Regions from separate parts of the Mus musculus genome. Here regions 1 and 2 are each linked to region 3. A link is a contact called in public HiChIP or PLAC-seq and promoter capture Hi-C data. All regions are on one chromosome and are shown on one strand. The core of a region is the stretch at or near the end of the contact, and the rest is flanking DNA. Distances in the headings are between cores, read along the strand shown. Region 1 holds the start of Flcn (folliculin). Region 2 holds the start of Cops3 (COP9 signalosome subunit 3). Region 3 holds the start of 1700007J10Rik (RIKEN cDNA 1700007J10 gene).

The links. HiChIP or PLAC-seq counts read pairs in DNA pulled down with a chosen protein or histone mark. Capture Hi-C pulls out chosen DNA fragments and counts their contacts.
Region 1: an H3K4me3 HiChIP or PLAC-seq map of embryonic stem cells shows a contact between it and region 3, with 21 read pairs. The contact joins the promoter of Flcn here to the promoter of 1700007J10Rik in region 3. A contact is called at or near these places in 1 of 39 promoter capture datasets (macrophages), 1 of 484 Hi-C or Micro-C datasets (embryonic fibroblasts), 5 of 115 datasets of contacts at active chromatin or transcription factors (embryonic stem cells, heart atrium, pancreatic cancer cells and 1 more) and 3 of 9 other capture datasets (adipose tissue, liver and pancreatic islet).
Region 2: a contact with region 3 is called in a promoter capture Hi-C map of adipose tissue. The contact joins the promoter of Cops3 here to the promoter of 1700007J10Rik in region 3. A contact is called at or near these places in 2 of 9 other capture datasets (adipose tissue and liver).

The regions. Positions count from the first base shown.
Region 1 is chr11:59,807,906-59,811,423 of GRCm38.p6, reverse strand. Flcn (folliculin) reads left to right here and starts at 1,385. Exons shown (of 13, transcript NM_146018.2): 1 at 1,385-1,764; 2 at 3,509-3,518. It overlaps Gm16062 (predicted gene 16062), which reads right to left and starts at 1,344. Exons shown (of 2, transcript NR_045686.1): 1 at 1,163-1,344.
Region 2 is chr11:59,838,307-59,841,952 of GRCm38.p6, reverse strand. It overlaps Cops3 (COP9 signalosome subunit 3), which reads left to right and starts at 2,186. Exons shown (of 12, transcript NM_011991.1): 1 at 2,186-2,283. The coding sequence starts at 2,229.
Region 3 is chr11:59,737,988-59,741,502 of GRCm38.p6, reverse strand. It overlaps 1700007J10Rik (RIKEN cDNA 1700007J10 gene), which reads left to right and starts at 1,349. Exons shown (of 6, transcript NR_045476.1): 1 at 1,349-1,465. Mprip (myosin phosphatase Rho interacting protein) reads right to left here. Exons shown (of 24, transcript NM_001368931.1): 8 at 242-383.

The DNA.
Region 1 (3,518 bases), core at 136-2,635, 70 kb before region 3:
TTATATCCTGAGTGGCAGTCTGCTTAAAGCTGTTTTATCCTGCTTAAGTTTGTTAACCCCTAGTTGTCAGGTATCTGCTTTCTTCTTCTGCTGTCTGCTTGCTCTAGTCTTGGAGAAGGGTAGGGAAGAGCCTCGTGGAGGACAGGAGATGACTCACAGTATCAGGAATAATCGGATTGGTAAAAATAAACACACACAAGACAATACCTAACACCATAACTCCACCCTGCACTCCTTAATCTTTACCAGGCAGTAAACAAAGTTATAGAACACAAGTTTGCATATTTTTTTTCCTCCTGCTCCCTCTTCCAACAAAACACGAAAGCTGAAATAGAGAGAAAGGAATCCGATCCCCGTGATTTGAAAAACAAACAGATACCAACTCATCAACTTCTACTCATCTGAAGCTTCCCACTTCCGGATAACCACATTCTGGGCGTCCTCGTGTACACAGCGGAGGCTGGCAGCGCTGGCCGCTGTGTACAGCTGGCAGCGTTAGTTACAGGCTCAAGCCCAGAGCTCTGTTCTCATCTGTCTTCAAGGGCCCATGGTATGCACTAATAGCTTTAAAATTCATTTAAAAAAAGATGTATTTTTTTTTATTATTTTTAAAATGTGAGTACACTGTCACTCTCTTCATGCACACCAGAAGAGAGCATTGGATCCCATTATAGATGGTTGTGAGCCACCATGTGGTTGTTTGGAATTGAACTCAGGACCTCTGGAAGAGCAGTTAATGCTCTTAACCGCTGAACCATCTCTCCAGCCCTTAAAATCCTTTTTTTTTCTTTTCTTTCTTTCTTTTTGGTTTTACAGGGTTTCTCTGTGTAGCCCTGGCTGTCCTGGAACTCATTCTTTAGACCAGGCTGGCCTGGAATTCAGAAATCCATCCGCCTGCCTCTGCCTCCCAAGTGCTGGGATTAAAGGCGTGCGCCACCACTGACCGGCTTAAAATTAATTTTTAAGTAGCTAAATAATATTCCATCCCTCATCCCCAAACGGGAAATCAAACCCAGGGCTTAGAGAAAACAACCCCACAATCCACGAACTGTTTTGAAAGCTAGTTTGCAAAGATAGGGCCGGCTCAGGGCAAGACTGAGCCGTGCACATGCGTGGTCCTGCTTCGCTCTGTACCCTCCTCCCTCCCAGGACCTGTCCGTACCTTCCACTTCTCTCGAAGGGGAGACGGTTTCTCTGATCTGCAACTTTACAGGCAGGGAGTGGAGTCCCAAGAACTCCCAGAATCCAGAGGAAATTTTCCGCAAATCTTTCCTCTTCGGTAGGGACAGGGCATGGACTGACTAATTCTCTCTGACTTTTTTGAAATGTCAGTTTTGACGTCACCCCTGCAGAATGGCTTCTCTCGGCGGCCGGAACCATCTACGCTTTTCCGCGGGGCGACTTGCCGCGCCGAGGGGCGCGCGTGGCCGAGGGGCTTGGATTCCTTGCCTGGAGGAGCATTACGTGACACAGCAAGGCTCCGCACATCCTAGTCGCCTGCGGGGGACGCAACGCTGCTCGCTCCGGCTAGTCACTGGCGTTGCCTGCCCTCTGCCGGCCTGCGGATGGTTCGGTCCGGCTGGGTCACGCGCTAAGGCTCAGTGCAAGGGCCTGCGGAACGGGCTAGCACTTGCCGAGGGGCAGAACAGTGGCGACAGCCCCAGGACAGTTGCGAGCGGGTTCCGGCCCAGCATCCGGGAGACGGCGGCAAGCGCCCCAGCTGGGTTGGTGTTGGGCCATAGGGCTGAATGGAAAGCGCGGATGGTAAACACCTGGGAGAGGGAGGTGGCAGGTTCCACCCCCCGTTTGGGGTAATTGCTTTAGTTTGACTGAATACTGTTGGGGACGTCGCCCTGCCAGTCAACCTCCGTTTTCTAGCAGGATGGCCGTCTGAGGACAGGGCAGGCAAGACACCTCATTTCTCTCCACTCTTAACAGGGTAACTCGTCCTCATGCGTTGGAAGAAATGGTTAGCCCTGGGATTAGCCAGTGGATCGCCGTTGAGGTCACAAGTGGCCCATAACAGTAGGGGGCCAGGAGGACCTACTGCAAGTATAGGGTGAATTTCCATTTCTCGGGGGTGGGGGTGGGGAAGCCTGGTACCACCCATGGTGTCCGGCAGAGAGAAAGACTACAGCTAGTGTATTGCTGGCAGTGCCGAGCTATCATAGTTGTCATTAAACAGTAGAGAGGACATGGCACGTGACAGTGTTTGCTCTGCTAGTGTCAAGTGACTGGGTGCTCTTTAAAGGAAGTCCTGCTGAAGTTGGCAGTAGTAGAGAGGGGAGTGGTTCTAAGTTGGAGATAAAGTTCCCTGCTGAGTTTCTTACCCACTCTATACTAGCTAGTGTAGTAGGGGGATCAGTGAGTTTCCTGTGGGAGACAGTTACAGCTCCTGCTGACTTCCGTGGAGATCCTTGTAACCCCTTGTTTGCCTACAAGGCACTCTTAGTGGCCTGGTGCTGTGAGAAGACAAGAAATAGAGATGAGGAAAAACTAGGGCACACCAGGGAAGGATGGTGTGGGTCTCGTTTGCCAGGCTTGTGGTTCAGACAGCGGGAGCAAATCTCGTACATGCACAGCCTGCCTCTCAAAGTATGACGCTGAGGAGACTGTCTTCAGCTCGAAAGGTTACTAGGAAAGGGTGGTTAGGCACACTCCCAGAAGCCGGCTCCTGTGGTAGAAGAATGTGGTAGACATTGGGATTGGGAGAGTAACAGAAGACCTAGGCTCCTTCCTCACCGGAATTCAGACGCCATATGCAATCCCGTCAGAGAAGCCTGTTGCCCAGTGCCCAGGAGGATTTCCAGAGGATAAGTGACAGTTGGTGTTACGGGCTGGGAAGGATTAGAAACTCAGGTAGTAGGTTTCTCGGTGGCTGCAGAATGGAGTGTCATGTAGGTTCCATTACAGTCTTCCAGGGGCTGCCTGGGCTGAGGAATGAGTAACCAGAAGATTCGAAACTCTTGTTGGACAAACCCCCTTTTTTTCTTTTTTAAAGATTTATTTATTTATTTATACACTGTAGCTGTCTTCAGTCAGCACCAGAAGAGGGCATCGGATCCCGTTACAGATGGTTGTGAGCCACCATGTGGTTGCTGGGAGGTGAACTCAGGACTTCTGGAAAAGCAGTCAGTGCTCCTAACCACTGAGCCATTTCTCAAGCCCACAATTTTTGTTTTTTGTTTGTTTGTTTGTTTTTTTGGTTTTTTGAGACAGGGTTTCTCTGTAGCTCTGGCTGTCCTAGAACTCACTTTGTTGAAGAGGCTGGCCTCGAACTCAGAAATCTGCCTATTTCTGCCTCCCAAGTGCTGGGATTAAAGGCGTGCGCCACCACACCCGGCACGATTTTTGTTTTTTAAGATCCAAAGCACAACAACAAATACAAATCTCCAGCTCCTCCTGACAGTCCCTGATTTGACTGTTAGCTGCTCCGACTCACGCTGCAAGAGCTTTAGCTCTCAGAATTTGGTCTGATTTTTTGTTTTCTTGTTTTCTCTTTCTCTAGACAACCTCAA
Region 2 (3,646 bases), core at 937-3,436, 100 kb before region 3:
CTCAGGTCTTGTCAGTTACACCAGAAGACCCACCTTATCTGGGAAGCTCATAAAGGCCTATTAAGCTGACTTTTGTACATCCTTTGACTCTCCAGCACAGCCCAGGTGGTATACAATGTGAAATGTGTATCCAAAATAACCTGAGTTGGGGACCTAATGTCTCTTCAAGGGTACAGAGTGTTGGAGAAACCCCATTTGAAAACACAGTTGTGGACTTCACTAAGTGTCCCCCGGTTGGGGACCAGTTGTTGCCAGTTGCTTGGGTATCAGGTCTCGCCCTGCTAGTCACATAGGGTTCTCCCCTTGTCCTTTATGGACTCCTGCCTCCCCTTATCAGAGCATACAGGGGTTGGGCAACATTACCCTGAGACAACAAATGCAGGCTCTTGGCTCATCCCTGACTACTCTATACCATCCAAGCAGGGAGTGGTTGCCCACCCGCTTGACCACAGATGAAGATGCTATATGAGCAAAAGAATGGGATGTCCAACCCCTAAAGTCCCTTTGACCATAGTAATGCCCGGTCAACTTATAGAGAACCATATGTGGGTCTATATTGGGAACAAGATAGAGGTTTACTGGTGAGTACGTGTGCAAAGAGTTCTTGTTATGACTAGATATGCCACTAGTACTGGTGTTTCTGCCCCCTTTGGAGCTGTGGTTCATTGACCACTTGGAAGGATGAAGATAAAGCAGTATTCCTCCAGAGGGTAGTGCCATCTCCAACTGTAAACCAGGAACCTATAATCTGGTTAAATATCCTTGTTGGTGACCGTTTCCTGTCACCAACCCACCAATTCCTCAGCTCCAAAACCTACGAATCCCTGAGCACAAACTCTCACCAGTCTTTGAGTTTGGCTTGAAATCTCACTAATCCTCACCGTGGAAATCTTTACCCTGGAAAACTCCTTCCCCATGAAACTCTGTATAAGCCTGTCTCCTCACCAATTCCCTGCTGCTTCTCCCAGGAGAGGCAGCACCCTCTGTTATCTCTCCCAATCTCTTGAGTGACGTTTGATGTGCCATGTGACTTTGTGGCATTCCTTGGCTCCAGACTGCCAGGATAACTTTCCCTTCAGCTGTCACACTTACACACAAGCAACCTCTCCCCTCAGAGCTGTAATACTTCCATTGGAGAAGTCTTTCCGGAGCTGTAACACATTCATTGGCATTGCCCCCTCGGAACTGCAACACTTGTATTAGGGAAAACTTGCCCCTTAGAGCGGTAACACTAACACCCTGGATCCCGGTTGCTTTCAAGAGTCTCCCTCTAAAGCCTCATTGCCTGAGGCCTTTCATTCATCTTATGAAGTGATACAAAGTAACCTTTTTCTCATCTTTGCTACAGCACTAGAAATCCTAGGAAAGAAATTAGTTCCGAGCCAAGCAGGAACCTAAAGTGTGCTGTGCTATCTATCAGAACCCCTTAGCCTTAGATTACCGAGCTTGCTTCAGAGGGAAAGTTTAACCTGAGTTTAACTGTTACAGATAGATGATGGTCATATAAGAAACCAAAGATGGAATGAGAAAAATCACTGCTTCAGTCTAGACCTGGGGAGCCTGGAAATCCGAGGAATTGCTTGGTGTTTAATTTTCAGCTTTAGAATTCAAAACCTTCCTAATGTTACACTTTGACTTGGGAAACTGTCCAGCACTAAGCTGTTAGTTCTCAGGCATTGTGTATGTTCAGAAATGAGCACAACCTCAGATACAGAAGGGTTTCTGGTCGTTAGATAAAAGCCACCATTCCTAGGAACTTATAAAACGAGTTCCCCATCCTTCAAAAGGAGTCATTTTCCCTTGCCTTTGGAAGAAAGTATGGCTCTCTAGTGACATGTTCCGGAAGTGGCAATGGAGCCGTGTCGGAAGTATGTGGCTAGGTTTAAAATAATGTTCAGTCATTCTAAGCAAAACTGGGCCCAGAAATTTTGTGCTTAAGTGTTATTCTTTCCTTTCTTCGTTATTTCCATTTAACATGAGACGAGATTTCCCAAGTGCACTACAATGAAAGGCGAGGGAGGGGACCTGACTTCCGGCGACTAGCGGAACTGTTTCCATGGAGACAGGAGGGGGTGCCTCAGCCAGGTAAGATCTCGCGGCGCTTGGCCGGCGGAAGTGACACAACCTGCCTCCAGGCTTTAGTGGGTCGCCGGGCCCCTCCTCCTAGAGCAGTCGCTTTTTCCCGCGCGAGCTTACCTCTGTTGCTCGGGCCACCAGCGGGGGGAAACATGGCGTCTGCTCTGGAGCAGTTCGTGAACAGTGTCCGACAGCTCTCAGCTCAAGGTGAGGCCTGGGCCGCAGAGCTGGCCCGGTATGCCCTGGCACCGGTGCGGATTTGGGACCGCCCTTCGCTCTCTAGCCTCTCCCCCTGGACCTGCTCAAGCCTTGGTGCTTAGGGTAGGAGCGCACGGCCGAGGGGAGCAGTCCTCGTGCTGTCGTGCGCCGTCGTCCTTGCCGTCGCCTTCCCCTGCCTCGGGCCCCGGAGACTTTCCTTCCCCTCCCCCTCCAGCACCCCCCCTCCGGGCCCCAGCCACGGGGCGCCGCTTGACAGTTTGGGGGCGTGACTTCCGGTAGGGGCATTCCGGAGCACCCATTGGTCCCTTGGCCATCACTGCTTTTTGGTGATTGGTCTAGCGTCCTGTCCGTCCTGCCGGTCTGCCCCCCCGCCCCCACCAGGCCCTTCTAGCGGCTGGAGGGGAGTCTTTTCTAGGCTCCTTGGCTAGAAGGCGTGAGTCTTGGCTGGCCAGCGGCGCACGCTCGGAATCCTCCGCCCCTATTTTGGTCGAACCGAGCTCCAAGGGAGCTTTCAGTAGTCGGACTACATCTCTAGGGCGTACAGTTGTTACTTTATTTCCCCCCCTTAATTTGCATACCGTCTGGTCCATTCATCTCGTCACTTGAACACACCCATAATCTTGAGCCAGAAGAATGTGACCTCTCTTTAATAGAGTTAAGGGAATGGAGTGGAGAAAGCATGTTAGAAATGCTTTTGACATGTGGAAATTCCGTGAGGTTAGGCTCGTTTCTTCATCTGTAGAAAAAGAGAGGTATGAGGTGTGTCCGGGTAGTTGTCCACCTAACTCTTGTAAGGTTTAAATGATGACACCATGCAAAATAAATGGTAATTCTCGTTTTCCTTGTCAGTGATAGACTTAAGCTCACAGGCCAGATAGACACCTGTGAGTGATTTTTTTTTTTCTTTAAATAAGTCATTCATCCATACGATACAGGTAGGACTAGTTAAGTAAGGAGTGAGCATAGGCGTGCACTCCTTTAGTCCCCTAACTCTGGAGGCTGAGTTAGGTGGATCTCTTGAGTTCAAGGCCAGCCAGCATTACACAATGAGAACCTTGTCTCTAAATAAGTTAATTAAGTGGAGCTGGAGAACAGCTCTCAGCATGTACTACTCTTTCAGAGGACCAGAGTTCAGTTCCTGGCATTGTTAGTGGACACCCAACCCCTTGTAACACCAGCTTCAAGGGACCCAAAACCTAACATCCTCTTCTGTCTCTTCACGCACCTTCACTTACATGCACATAACCACATACAGACACAGAAAATTAAAATTAGACAATTACAGCACAGCCGTACAAATGGATTCCTATGCAGCTGTGGGAAGAAAAGTGCATATACTTTTTGCAAACTG
Region 3 (3,515 bases), core at 100-2,599:
GCTAGTTACAACTGGGATCTAAAACTCATTGAAGCACCTTGTGGCACAGAAGGCTAACGCTGTAGGAGGGAGATGTGGAAGACAGGCTGATGCTCAAGAGGCTAACTGGAAAGGAACAGAGTAGAGGCCCAGAAGAAACATGTCCCTGGTATGTATGGGACTCAGAACATGTACGGCACTGTGTTCCCCAGACCCAAGCCATGCTGCCAAAGGCCCCACTTGGCCCCACACTGGAGCTCACCCGCTTTCTAGGGATGGCCCGTCTCTCACTGCGGCCCTGACGAGTGTCACTTGATGGAGTGGTCAGAATCAGCATGTTGGTTTCCATGTGCTCTGCTTTTTCAATGTCCAAGGCCTCAAATTTCTCAATTACCTGGGACCTCCTACAAAAGAGGACATGAAGCTGCTGAACTCGAGTCTCCCCGTTCCCAAGGTGGACTTCGTCTCAAGTCCAGTAGGGGCTCCTGTAGTCAGCTTGCACACCTGGCCTACCTCACTGGGCTCCAGTGTTAGCCTTTCTGTTAAACAAGTGAGGCACTGCTTACACAGTACTGATAGGACTTAGGGCACAGATTCAGTCTACTTGAGCTCCACTTTCCCCCATTCACGCTGGGCTGGAACAGCCATAGAACCTTTCCACACTGGGCCTGCACTGGCCCTGCTCCAACATTGGACTCATACAGCTTGGTACACCTTGGTAACCTCCCTGAGTCAGATACAATGAAGGACAACCACCACCTCCGCAAACATTGCACCCTCTAGTTATAATGCACCCCACAGTAGGGTGTTCAAAATTTAGCAAGATAAAAGCCCATGAATTAACAGTTTCTGCTAACATTAAAAGGAATCAAAATCAAAATAAAACAAAGCAGTTGATTTCATGTGAAAGGCCAGCGGCCTTGTCAGGCGGTCTGTGGCTGGGACGACGGAGCTGAGATGGAAGCGAAGCAGGTGGAGGAGGCGCGAACACAGCAGAGGGTGGAGAGGGCAAGACCTGAAAGAAAATAAGGCTGGGAAATGAATGAACAGAAAAAGACTGCTTTTAAAATTCAAATCATGATAAATCAAAGTTATCTAAGATTTAAAGCAGCAAACCCCAAGGTAATGGCTGAAGAGAGGAAACCCATAATTACCACATAGCCTAAGGAGTCCCCTTGAGGGATTAGGCAGAAGACTTGGGCTGCCTACCTGGGCTCTGAGAGCTGATTTCAACCTGCTGGGAGGATGGTCTCTTCTCACCAAACCTAAGGCCTGCTCTCCTAGGGACAGCCTACTCCCTCACAATGAGCGTGGGCGTGGCATGCATTCTGAACCAGTGGTGTGGAGCTGAGAGGAAGTGATAAAGGTCCCTTTCAGAAAGTTAAAATCTCTAATAGGCAAGAGGAAGTCATGGCCTAGAACCCAGGAACCTCTCTTTTCAGAGGTCACTACAAATCTTCCTTAACAGTTCCTTTCCTCAAGGGAGGTAAGAGGGCAAAGGCAGCCAGGGCTCAGGAGGGCTTGTGTGTGTTCTGCCTCCATACTCGGGGTCGTTAGAAGACTGGTGCTGGGTTAGCTTGCTGTGCCTATAGAGGCTGAGGTGAGGAGACTGGCTGGGAAAGCAGTGAGCTAAGCAGCTGCTGGCTGCCAGGTAGAGGAAAATCTTTTAAGTGCAGCCAAGGTGTCCTGTATAGCTAGACTGCTGCAGAAGAGCTGGACACCACCATCCCAGGGCCGCTGTTTCTTCTCGGGCTGAGAGCACTGTATCTGGCTAGAGTACTTCAAGGCCCCAGGATAGTAGGAGGGCTGTGCCAGGCCAGACTGGCACCATGGAATATAGGTTTATAGGGTTCCAAGCAGAGTAGTTAGCATGAGAAACTACTTGCTTGGGGGGACTTGCTATAGCTGCTTGACAGAGATGCTGCCAAGACATGATGAGACCAGGAGCTTGGGCAACCTCTGCATATAGCTAGTTCTCTGTGGCTAAGTTGGTGTTTCTGAAACAATAGAGGTGACAGAGTAGCTTCACTCAAGCTACTCTGACAAGGTGGAGAGGTCAGAGTTCCATTAGCTTTCTGTTAGTCACTAAAAGTGTTATAAGGATCTCCACACTTAGCAGACACAGGTCTAAGAACCTCCTATAAGAACTCCTTCAAAGGCTCAGAAGTCTCAAGAGCAAATTCCAAGCTCAGGGCTGCTGGTACTCAGGTAGGGTTGCTTACTGGCTTACTGAAGTTTTCCAAAAGTAACCCTGAGGTTTTCAACTTCCTTACTGTGTGGCAGGTCTGTCTTGGCTACAGTAACTCAATGCAAAGTAACTGGCATCTTGTCACTCTAACTTATCAGAGACCAGGATCCAGTCCAGCACCAGGTGGACTACTTGGGCCTCAGATAGCAGTCCTCAAAGAGCAACACCAACCAGCAAGATCATTCAGGAAGGGATAGTTACAGGGTTAATGTGCAGAAGTAGTCCAGGCACCAACACCAGCTGAGAATCATCCCCATAGTGGTGAAGAACATGCAAGAACAAAGCCTAGAGACTGCATCTATCTCAGGCAGGTAGACAAGAATGCATTCAAAATTAACATCTCTGACAAGGAGCCTAGCCAAGCAGGTGGGCAAAATGTTAACTCTGGCCTGCCACTAAACGTAAAGCATAGTTGACCCCATTTTGGAACCATCAGAATTAGCCTGCTCAGCAGCCAGCGCAAACCTGCCCCTGCCCACCCTGAAGGCCTCCTTAATGGTTAACAAGACCTTTCATTTCTGCTACCCACATGCTTTAGAAGGACATCAGGAGCTCTGATGCTGGTTCCTATCATAGAATCAGAGACTTCCTGCTGAAGGCCCACCCACTAGCTGTTATTCACCATGAGGGATGGGGGTCACCCAAGTTTTCACATCCTTGAAGCAAGGGTAAGAGTAACAGGTGCTTTCCTGAGCCACTGTTGGACTGTGAAGATTGACGATTATATGGAATACCAGGGAGCACTTAGTGTCCACTGTCTTCCTGAGGGTCCATAGGCCATTTGAAACAAGCTGGGTTGGGTGTCAACTAACTGAGTTGAGAAAAGGGGACAAGAGAAAGTCCTCCCTAATCTCATCCTGCCCTCAACACCTGACTGAACTTCAGCCTGCACTCAGGGCAGGGAAGACACTGCAGATATTTCTGGAGTTGCCTTTCTGAATAGAGGACTTCTTTGTAAAGCTAATGAAAGCAGTGCTCCCACCCACAGCAAAGCACACAGATGTGCTTTTAAACTCTCCTGGGGGCAGCCATGGATCTTTAGAAACCTGTCTGGTGTTAAGCAAGAAACCTGGCCTGGACACAAAACACAGCTCAGAGATATGGTAGAGAATCAGAGGGGGACTCACGGGTAGAACATTCCCTAGTCCTCAAGCTTGGTACTTTGGGGCAAAAGAAAAGCAGGTAGGGCCTTATCTTTCCAGCAGTAAGTACTCTATCTCTGCCACTGGTGGGAAGCCTTTCAGCAAAACCCAGAGGTTTTATAAAAGTGGCAGCTGAGACACACAGC